Regions from separate parts of the Mus musculus genome. Here all the other regions are linked to region 3. A link is a contact called in public Micro-C and promoter capture Hi-C data. All regions are on one chromosome and are shown on one strand. Each heading gives the region's core, a stretch centred on a gene start, on an enhancer-like site or on the middle of the called end of the contact. The rest is flanking DNA. Distances are from core to core; before and after follow the strand shown.

Region 1 (2,700 bases), core at 144-2,643, 310 kb before region 3:
GGGGGGGAGTATGTCCTCAACGGACCAAGGGACCAAAAATGAAGAAGGGACATGGTCGAATAGGTGAGCTGATGGGACAAAGTGGAGAGTAAGAGGAGAAAGTGGAACACGGAAGAAACAATAGCAGGCGCTACGTGAGGTAGGGGTGTGCAGGGAGGGATGTAGAGGTAGTGACTGGGACTTTACGATGGTTCAGGCCAGAGGCCATCATCGCCAGTGTGTTTTGAGGAAGGAGAGAGCCGCTCAGACCTCCAACTCAGGATGTAGCCACGCGACCTTAGCAGATCTTTGCACCAGGTCATCTCCTGGAAACGCAGCTGGTGCTCAAGTGAACGCACGAGGTGCGGGGAGGAGGGGGTTGTCCAGAAAGAGCTTCAGCCCTGCGCATGTGTGGGGCTACAAGCTTGCTCACCTCTCACGACCACCAGCACCGAGCTGTAGGTCTGGCCCACGAGGTTGGACGCTGTGCAGGTGTAGAGGCCGCGGTCGGACTGCTTGCAGAAAAGAATCTTAAGGACGAAGTTCTCTTGCTCGTCCTCATACACTACGTGTCGCCGGCCCTCGGTCACCAGCTGCCCGTCCTTCTTCCACACTGTCTCGGGCTTGGGCTCGCCGGTCACAAAACAGCTGAGGCGCGCGTGTTTGCCTTCGGTCACCGTGCAGGTGCGCGTGCCAGCGCCGGGTGGAGAAGGGGGTATGCCCTCTGCGCGCATGGCCTCCCGCCGCTGCTGCAGGTGCGCCAGGAGCGTGGCGGTGGAGGTGCCGGGTGGTCCGGCAACCTCGGCGTCCGAGTCCACCACCAGAGCGGCGGCAGCGCTGGCAGAGCCCAGCGGATTTTCTGCTCGGACTTCGTAGGTGCCACCATCGCGAGGCCTTGCCGAACGGATGCGAAGCGCGCTCGACTCCCCGTGTTCTTCCACACGCACATGGGGGGCATCGGGTGGGCCCAGGCGCCGCCCATCTTTGGACCAGCTCACAGCAGGTTGTGGTGAGCCTCCAACGCGACATCGGAAGGTGGCGTCTGCGCCCTCGCGCACGCGAATGGATGTGGGCCGCAGCAGAAAGTGGGGCGCCTGCTCGGCACACGTGCCCTCCGAGTCCACTCGCAGGCCGACGGCGGCGAAGGCCTCCCCTATGGCGTTCCTCGCGCGACACACATACTGCCCGCTGTCACCTAGCGCCAGATCGAGAATTGTGAGGCGGTACACATCCCCGTCCTGGGCCAGGCGGAAGCGCGCTCCTGCCTCTACTGGCTGCCGGTCCTTCTCCCAGCTCACGTGTGGCGTGGGGTTGCCCACGATCTGGCAGCTCAGCGTGGCATCCTTGCCAACAGATACCACAAAGGCCTTTGGCCGCGTCAGGAAGCGGGGTGCTCCGCTGAAGGAGTGGTCCATTATGTCAGTGGGGTTGGGGGACTACAAAAGACAAGAAATGAAGGGCATGATGGTGTTGAGACTAGCCAGTCGCCTGTACCACATTCTACCCTCTTCCTCCTCGTTCAGTGTCACCAGGAGAGGCCAATTTAACCAAGTAGGCACCTCCTCACCAGGTCTCCATTACTCCTCCACTCCCAACCCACTCAAGTGCCTCCGAAGTCCAGCAGTTCAGATTGGCCCCTTTCTGTGACTTGAAAGTCTAGGATCTTCAGTTACCTTGATGTGCCTCCATTCTATGACCAACTCCAGTCTCACGACCCAAAGTGATGTCCCTTAAATTCCAAACTAGGAAGTCCTCTTGACTCCTGAGGGAACATATTCTTCAACCAGCAGGGAAAGAGAGGAGCCATCAACCTCACCTGAAGTGGGGCTCATGCTAACAAAAGGGGCCTCACTCACTGGGCTGCATATAACCCACTAGCACCTGTCTTCCCTCACACTGCCAATCCTCTGGGAAAACCTGGCCCCAGGTAAGAGCAGGGTGTAGGAGCAGTGTAGCCAATGGCTGCAAAGAGTGGCAGGAGGGTCCCTATAGTCTGGGACCAGTACAGCCAGATTCTCTCTCCAGGAGCTAGGAACCAGCTAGCTCCAAGGCCTAGCTCTCCTGGGTCCTGATGGCCTTGTCACTATTCAGTCCTTAGCATGGTCCTGCCAACGTGGGACACCCCACCCCCCACCTGCAAGAACGACATAGCATGCCTCAGTCCTCCTAGGAATCATCACTACCCAAATAAGGCTGGCCTCTGCCCAATCAAGACAGCCCCAGCCAAGCTGCCACTGATCCAGCGAGTGGCTGAAATTACCCGCCGGCCCCAGGTCTCATATAGGAACAATGGGCACTGAGGCTGGCTCAACAGGCTAACTTCCTCCACCTCTGGCAGACATGGGTACCCCAGTGCAGAGACCTCAGCCTCTGCATCTGCTCTGCTTTGACACAGCCTCCGGTCTCTCAGCCTGGGCTGCCTGACACGGGACCAGCCAGTTGATGGGTTTGTGTTCCCTGACCCTCCGGCTCTCAGTCCTGTGATTCAGGTAGCTAATCCTCTAATCCTCTTCCAGGAGACTGATCCTGAACCAGGGCTGGGCAGCACTGGCCGGTTTGCTGACTCACTGTCCAGTCAGCACCTCTGTCCCCCACCTACAAACAGGCCCTGTCTCTTAGGGTTAGGATAGGGCTGTCGGGCCGCACCAACTGGGGCCCAAGTCCAGCCCCTGGAGCTGCCTTTCAGCATCTGTTCCATAGAAGATCGGCCTTGACATCAGC
Region 2 (2,700 bases), core at 40-2,539, 510 kb before region 3:
CTCAAAAGTGTTCTTCACAACTTATTCCAGAGGCTCATGGTGCATCATTGCAGAACATAAGGATAACAGCACCCTCAAACACGCTAAGCTACGATTTTCTCTCCTGTCGGGCGGAGACCACGGCTTTCCTACCTGGCTATTCAGACATCTCTCTCTGGGTCAGGGATGATACTCTATCTAGATCCCTGCAACCCATCTTCACACAGAGTCTAATAGTCGGTTTCTGCCCGGTGGCAGGTGCTACGTGCAATGACCAAGAGAGTATAGCAGAGAAGGTTCCTGAATGAGGTGGACCGACAGCCCCTCAGAGGGCTGCAAATGGTAACTGGTAGACCAAAGACCACTCTCAGGTCTCCATAAGCAAGTGGATGGGCGGGGCTTGCACCGATGAAATCACACCGGGATAGGAGCAAGAGGCCTTGAGGAATGGGATCGGGACTTGAGGGGAATTCGAGAAAAATAGAAGTCTTAAGGTTGTATAGAGATAAGGCACAGCTAGGCCAGAGACCTGGGATGAAAGGGGGACGGAGGAGCATGCGCTAGAGATAATAGCTCGAGGGACATAGCAGGGTCCGGGAGACAGATAATAGAGATGAAGGAAGGCAGAATCACGGACTCCAGGATCCAAGAGCCCCTAGCATGGCAGGGTCCCCGGGGAAGGGAGGGTGCTGGGCACCCATGGGATGCGGGAGAGGGAAGAGGAGGTCAGCACACTGATCGAATGCCTGACTCCAGGTAAGCCACAAAGGTGGACAGTGTGCAGGGGCCCCTCGCGCACCTTGCCGCGCAGGGCCTTCCTCCAGCGCGGTTCCCACTCCGGCGGCTCCGGGCCAGCGGCCATGCGGCAGGCGGAGCACAGCGGATCCCCGTCGGCGCGACAGAGCAGCTGCAGCGCGGCCTCGCTGGCAGGGCCATCGCGCGCCGGCGCCGCGGCCGCCTCCTCGAGAGCCAGGAGGCGGCGGCTGAGCGGAGGGCGGCTGGGCTCTACGGCGCGCTGCCAGCAGTCATCGGCACACTCCGGGCACGGGAAGGGCCCGTCCTCCTCGGCCCAGAAGCGCACCACGCACGCCCGGCAGAAACGGTGGCCGCAGTCGGCGCGCACCGGTTCGCGGGGCGCGCGCTGACACAGGGCGCAGATGGCATCAGCTGGGCCCGCGGGGAGCGCCAGGGCTGCGGGCGGCGGCGCCGACGAGGGCGCGGGCGGAGAGGGCGCAGAAGGGCCGAGGACCGGCCGGAGATCAAGGCCGACGAGCCTCAGCCTACGACTCAGACCCAGACTGCGCCAACGCCGGGCACGCGCGCGCGCGGGGCGGGGTCCTGGCTGCCGTGCGCTCTGACGTCCAGGTCCTGGCAGCTGCGCATTCCTCCATCCAGGTCCTTGCAGCTGTGCGCTCTCATTTCAGGTTCTGGTATTCGCTCATCGCCCTGCCCATGATTGAGCAGCTGAGCTCTCTTCCACACTGGTTCCCGTAGCAGCTCACGACCTTTGTCCTGATGGTGTCAGTCGCGGGCTCCAAACCCAGATCCTTACAAAGATACTCCCTGTGTCCTATAAGATTACTCATCCTGCAGGGTACTGCCCCAACATCATGAATAATTGCCCATCTCCCACAGATAATTTGGGAGGTGGTCTGTCAGGAAAGGCTTTTCCAGGGTGACTTATCGCTATACCTTCAGCCCTGAAGCAGGATAAAACTGGCTAGGTAGGCAGATGCCTGTGTAGTCAACCAGGAGTATGACCAAATTAAGATAGCGACATAAAATGAAGTCAGGGAGTCTCACTGTGCACACAGAACAGCAGCACGTTTTGCAGGAAAGCACTCTAAAGAATATTGTGTTAATACAGCTGTAGTCAGCTATCTGCAATGTGTGACTCTTCAGACTGAGATTGCGGATATAACTGTAAATGTGACTGTGGTGGTTTGAATATGCTTGGCCCAGGGAGTGGCACTATTAGGAGGTGTGGTCTTGTTAGAGGAAGTGTGTCACTGTGGCCGTGGGCTTTGAGACCTCACTCTTAGCTGCGGGAAACAGTCTTTTGACTGCCTTGGATCAGGATGTAGAACTCTCAGTTCCTTCTCCAGAGCCTTGTCTGCCTGGATGCTGTCATGCTTCCTGCCTTGATAATGGACTGAACCTCTAAACATGTAAGCCAGCCCCAGTTAAATGTTCTTTATAAGAGTTACACTGGTCATGGTGTCTCTTCACAGTAATGAAACCCTAACTAAGACAGTGATGTTGCCATTTATATGCTCCAAACACTATGGCAGCAGCCACATCTGTACTAAAGCTATACAGCCCTTTTCTGGTCATTATTTCCTAGACAATAGAATGAAGATTTGCACAGTATTCACATCCTGTTAAGTATCATAAGTCATCTAGGAAAAAAATATTACATAGAAAGATGCATGTAAATATTATGATGTTTTAGCTGGGTATAATGATACATGCTTTTAATCACAGCACTTAGGAATTAGAGCTGGCAGTTCTCAGTGAGTTCCAGGCCAGTTTGTCTACACAGTGAGTTTCAGGCCAATCAAAGCTATATAGTAAGACCCTGTCTCAAAAATAAATAAATAAATAAATAAATAAATAAATAAATAAATAAATAAAAGTGTGTGTCTGTGTGTCTGTGTCTGTGAGTGAAAGAGAATTGTGTATGTGTGTGTGTGTGTGTAAGAGAGAGAGAGAGAGATGTGA
Region 3 (2,700 bases), core at 184-2,683:
CCCTACATTGGTGCAGATGCAAGCCCAGGTTGTAGTACCACTCTGATGGCCAGCACCTAGAAAGCAGGGTTCCAGAGGTCCTCCTTGGTTTGGAGTTCCCCTAGAAGCTCGTATTACTCAGAAAACCACCAACTTCTAAGAAGAACCAGCCCTCACCTCCCTAAGCACATAGGATCCTCTGAATGGGTCTTCTAGGGATGCTGTGGACATGACTGATGAGACACTGACCACTGATGACCCACTCAACCTTTAGCCCTAGAAGCTGAGGGCTGGGTTCAAAGTCCCCACCCTCTGATCCTACTCAGGTCTTTCAGTGAGCCATTCCATCTGGAATCTACCCTACTGGCTGTTGGATGGTGTTGGACTCATTAGCATGCAAAATGGCATTTATCAACTCAACCTGTCCAGGAATTTTAAGAATTGTAGGCCAATTGTAGGAGGAGATTTTAAAAAATCTAAAATGGTGTTTCCAAATATAACATGCTGCCAATGCAGGAAAAGAGGGAAGAGAGGGAGGGGGTAACAGGGATAAAATGTATAAACACATGCATACCTGGAAAAAACTGGCTCAATACCAGAGTTAGTGATTACACGTGAATGGAATTCTGGGTGCGTTGGGGTTTTATTGTTGTTGTTATTGTAACCTGGCTTTTTTTCTTTTGGAGCTAAGTCATGATTTGTGGTTCATTTTGGCTTAGAACCTCGGAACCTTTCCGTTTCAGCATCCCCAATACTGGGATTATAGGCGTGCACCACGAGTCCTGGCATCGATGTTTCTCGTCACTTGAATTTCTCTATGAGCTGTCATCTCTACCATGACCTAGCCGCAACACAGCTCCAGACAAGCGTCACGATAAAGGCCACAACAGGCGAGTTTGGCCAAACAACCCTCCTCCGCCTCGTTTCTATCCTTCCCCTCTTCCCAATGCATACATACCTCTCTACCTGAACCTCAGCATCTCCCCCCCCCCGCCCCCCAAAAAAGCTCATTTTCTCCTTTTAATTTTTCCTCGTTCTATTTCTAAGGAAACATCACAATCCTTTAAAAGGTTCCTCCACAATCTATCCAAGACACTCGGGAACATCACCCCCACCCCCCACCCCGCCGCCCAACCCCGCCGCCCCACCCCCACCCGCCGCCCCACCCCCACCCCGCCGCCCCACCCCCCGCGGATCCTGACCGCCCGCTCTGCGCCCCAGCATCCTCTCAGGACCCAGTCATCCTTTGAGGTTTGAGACTGATGTTCATCTCCTGTGTCGGTGGCGGGCTCCGGTACTGGCTAGCTGCGCGGTAGCAGCTCACCTGAGGCAAGAGGAGCACGCAGAAGACGCAATGGCACGCTCCACTGGACCACCAGACAGAGACGCCAGCAGCTGGGGAGCAGGTCAGCCACTCGGCGAGCGCTTGTACGCCTGCGCGAGAGGGCGGGGCCGCGTAGGCGCGCACGCGCACACCCTGGGAGCCCCAAGGCCCGCGTTCCTGCTGGAATGTCGCACCTGTGGCTTTTCGTTCCGGGCTCTTTCTCTGTGGTTACCACTCCGAGCTGATTTTAGGGGGTTTCTCAGCCTCCGGTCCCTATTTGGGGTGTAGCGAGAAGCCGGACTGGGCCTCTGGGGTCAGGTTTCCCGGTGGATGGATCGGGAGACACGCACCTTTGCCGAGCGGTACTACCGGGACCTCCGAGACCCAGTCCCTAGCGGCGGTGGCGGCCCCACACCCAGCGGCGTGACCTTCATTCAGACCCCGAACGCCTTCTCCTATGCTGACTTCGTGAAGGGCTTCCTGCTGCCTAACCTGCCCTGCGTGTTTTCTAGCGCCTTCACCGAGGGCTGGGGCAGCAGGCGGCGCTGGGTGACCTCGGAGGGAAAGCCTGACTTCGAGTATCTGCAGCAGAAGTATGGTAGGAGGGCGCAGACGGGAGGTATAGACCCCGGCATGGGAGGGCGGCCGGGGCCGGACAGACTAGTGGAGTCTGGATAATTCGGCCAGAGGGTGGCCGGACCCCAAGATGGTGAACTACGTGTATGACTCTGCCATTTCTGTGCTGACTCTCTCGCTGCAGGAGACGCGGTTGTACCGGTTGCCAACTGTGGAGTGCGAGAATACAATTCAAACCCCAAGGAGCACATGTCCTTCCGCGACTATATCAGTTACTGGAAGGACTACATCCAAGGGAGTTACTCCTCTTCGCGGGGCTGCCTCTACCTCAAGGACTGGCATCTGTGCAGGTAATAAGACAGGACGGCGCATGGCCATTGGGCACTTACCCTAAGCAGCTAGTGCAGCCAGTCCAGGTGGAGCACGCCCACTGCACTCAGAGGGGCTACCTCTACAGCAGAGTTCTAATGTGTATCACAGAACTGATGCGAAGATGTGGGGAGATCAACATAGCGAGCCAGGTAGACTATTATGGGGAAGGTAAGTCTTTCGTACATCTTGTATGGGTACAGGCGGCCTGGTGTCTCCTTCCTCTTCTGTATTTTTGAGCTGGTATCTCAGATCCTCTGGGGCTGTCCTCTCTGCAACCCCACTGAGAGGACGCTTGTTCCTTCTACGATTGCTCTGGGGATTCTTGCCATCCCCTGGGCCATTCTAAGCTCTCTAAAGGGACAAGTGACCTTTCCGCAACCACTCTTGTCCCACTTTGGAAACCCCTTTACTCTTTAAAGACACATTCAATACTCTCCCTTATCAGCTTC

What was found. Hi-C and Micro-C count contacts between places; a contact is called where the count stands out from the background. Capture Hi-C pulls out chosen DNA fragments and counts their contacts.
Region 1: a Micro-C map of embryonic stem cells shows a contact between it and region 3, with 4 times the contacts expected there. The contact joins the promoter of Obscn here to the promoter of Jmjd4 in region 3. A contact is called at or near these places in 1 of 39 promoter capture datasets (neural stem cells), 1 of 484 Hi-C or Micro-C datasets (embryonic stem cells) and 1 of 115 datasets of contacts at active chromatin or transcription factors (bone marrow-derived macrophages).
Region 2: a contact with region 3 is called in a promoter capture Hi-C map of adipose tissue. The contact joins the promoter of Rnf187 here to the promoter of Jmjd4 in region 3. A contact is called at or near these places in 1 of 39 promoter capture datasets (cranial neural crest), 1 of 484 Hi-C or Micro-C datasets (CD4 T cells), 4 of 115 datasets of contacts at active chromatin or transcription factors (bone marrow-derived macrophages, embryonic stem cells, extraembryonic endoderm stem cells and 1 more) and 1 of 9 other capture datasets (adipose tissue).

The regions. Positions count from the first base shown.
Region 1 is chr11:59,134,982-59,137,681 of GRCm38.p6, forward strand. It overlaps Obscn (obscurin, cytoskeletal calmodulin and titin-interacting RhoGEF), which reads right to left and starts at 1,394. Exons shown (of 104, transcript NM_001171512.2): 1 at 413-1,394. The coding sequence starts at 1,394.
Region 2 is chr11:58,937,617-58,940,316 of GRCm38.p6, forward strand. It overlaps Rnf187 (ring finger protein 187), which reads right to left and starts at 1,290. Exons shown (of 4, transcript NM_022423.2): 1 at 779-1,290. The coding sequence starts at 1,168.
Region 3 is chr11:59,448,612-59,451,311 of GRCm38.p6, forward strand. Jmjd4 (jumonji domain containing 4) reads left to right here and starts at 1,434. Exons shown (of 6, transcript NM_178659.6): 1 at 1,434-1,901; 2 at 2,064-2,229. The coding sequence starts at 1,634. It overlaps Snap47 (synaptosomal-associated protein, 47), which reads right to left and starts at 1,423. Exons shown (of 5, transcript NM_144521.3): 1 at 1,304-1,423.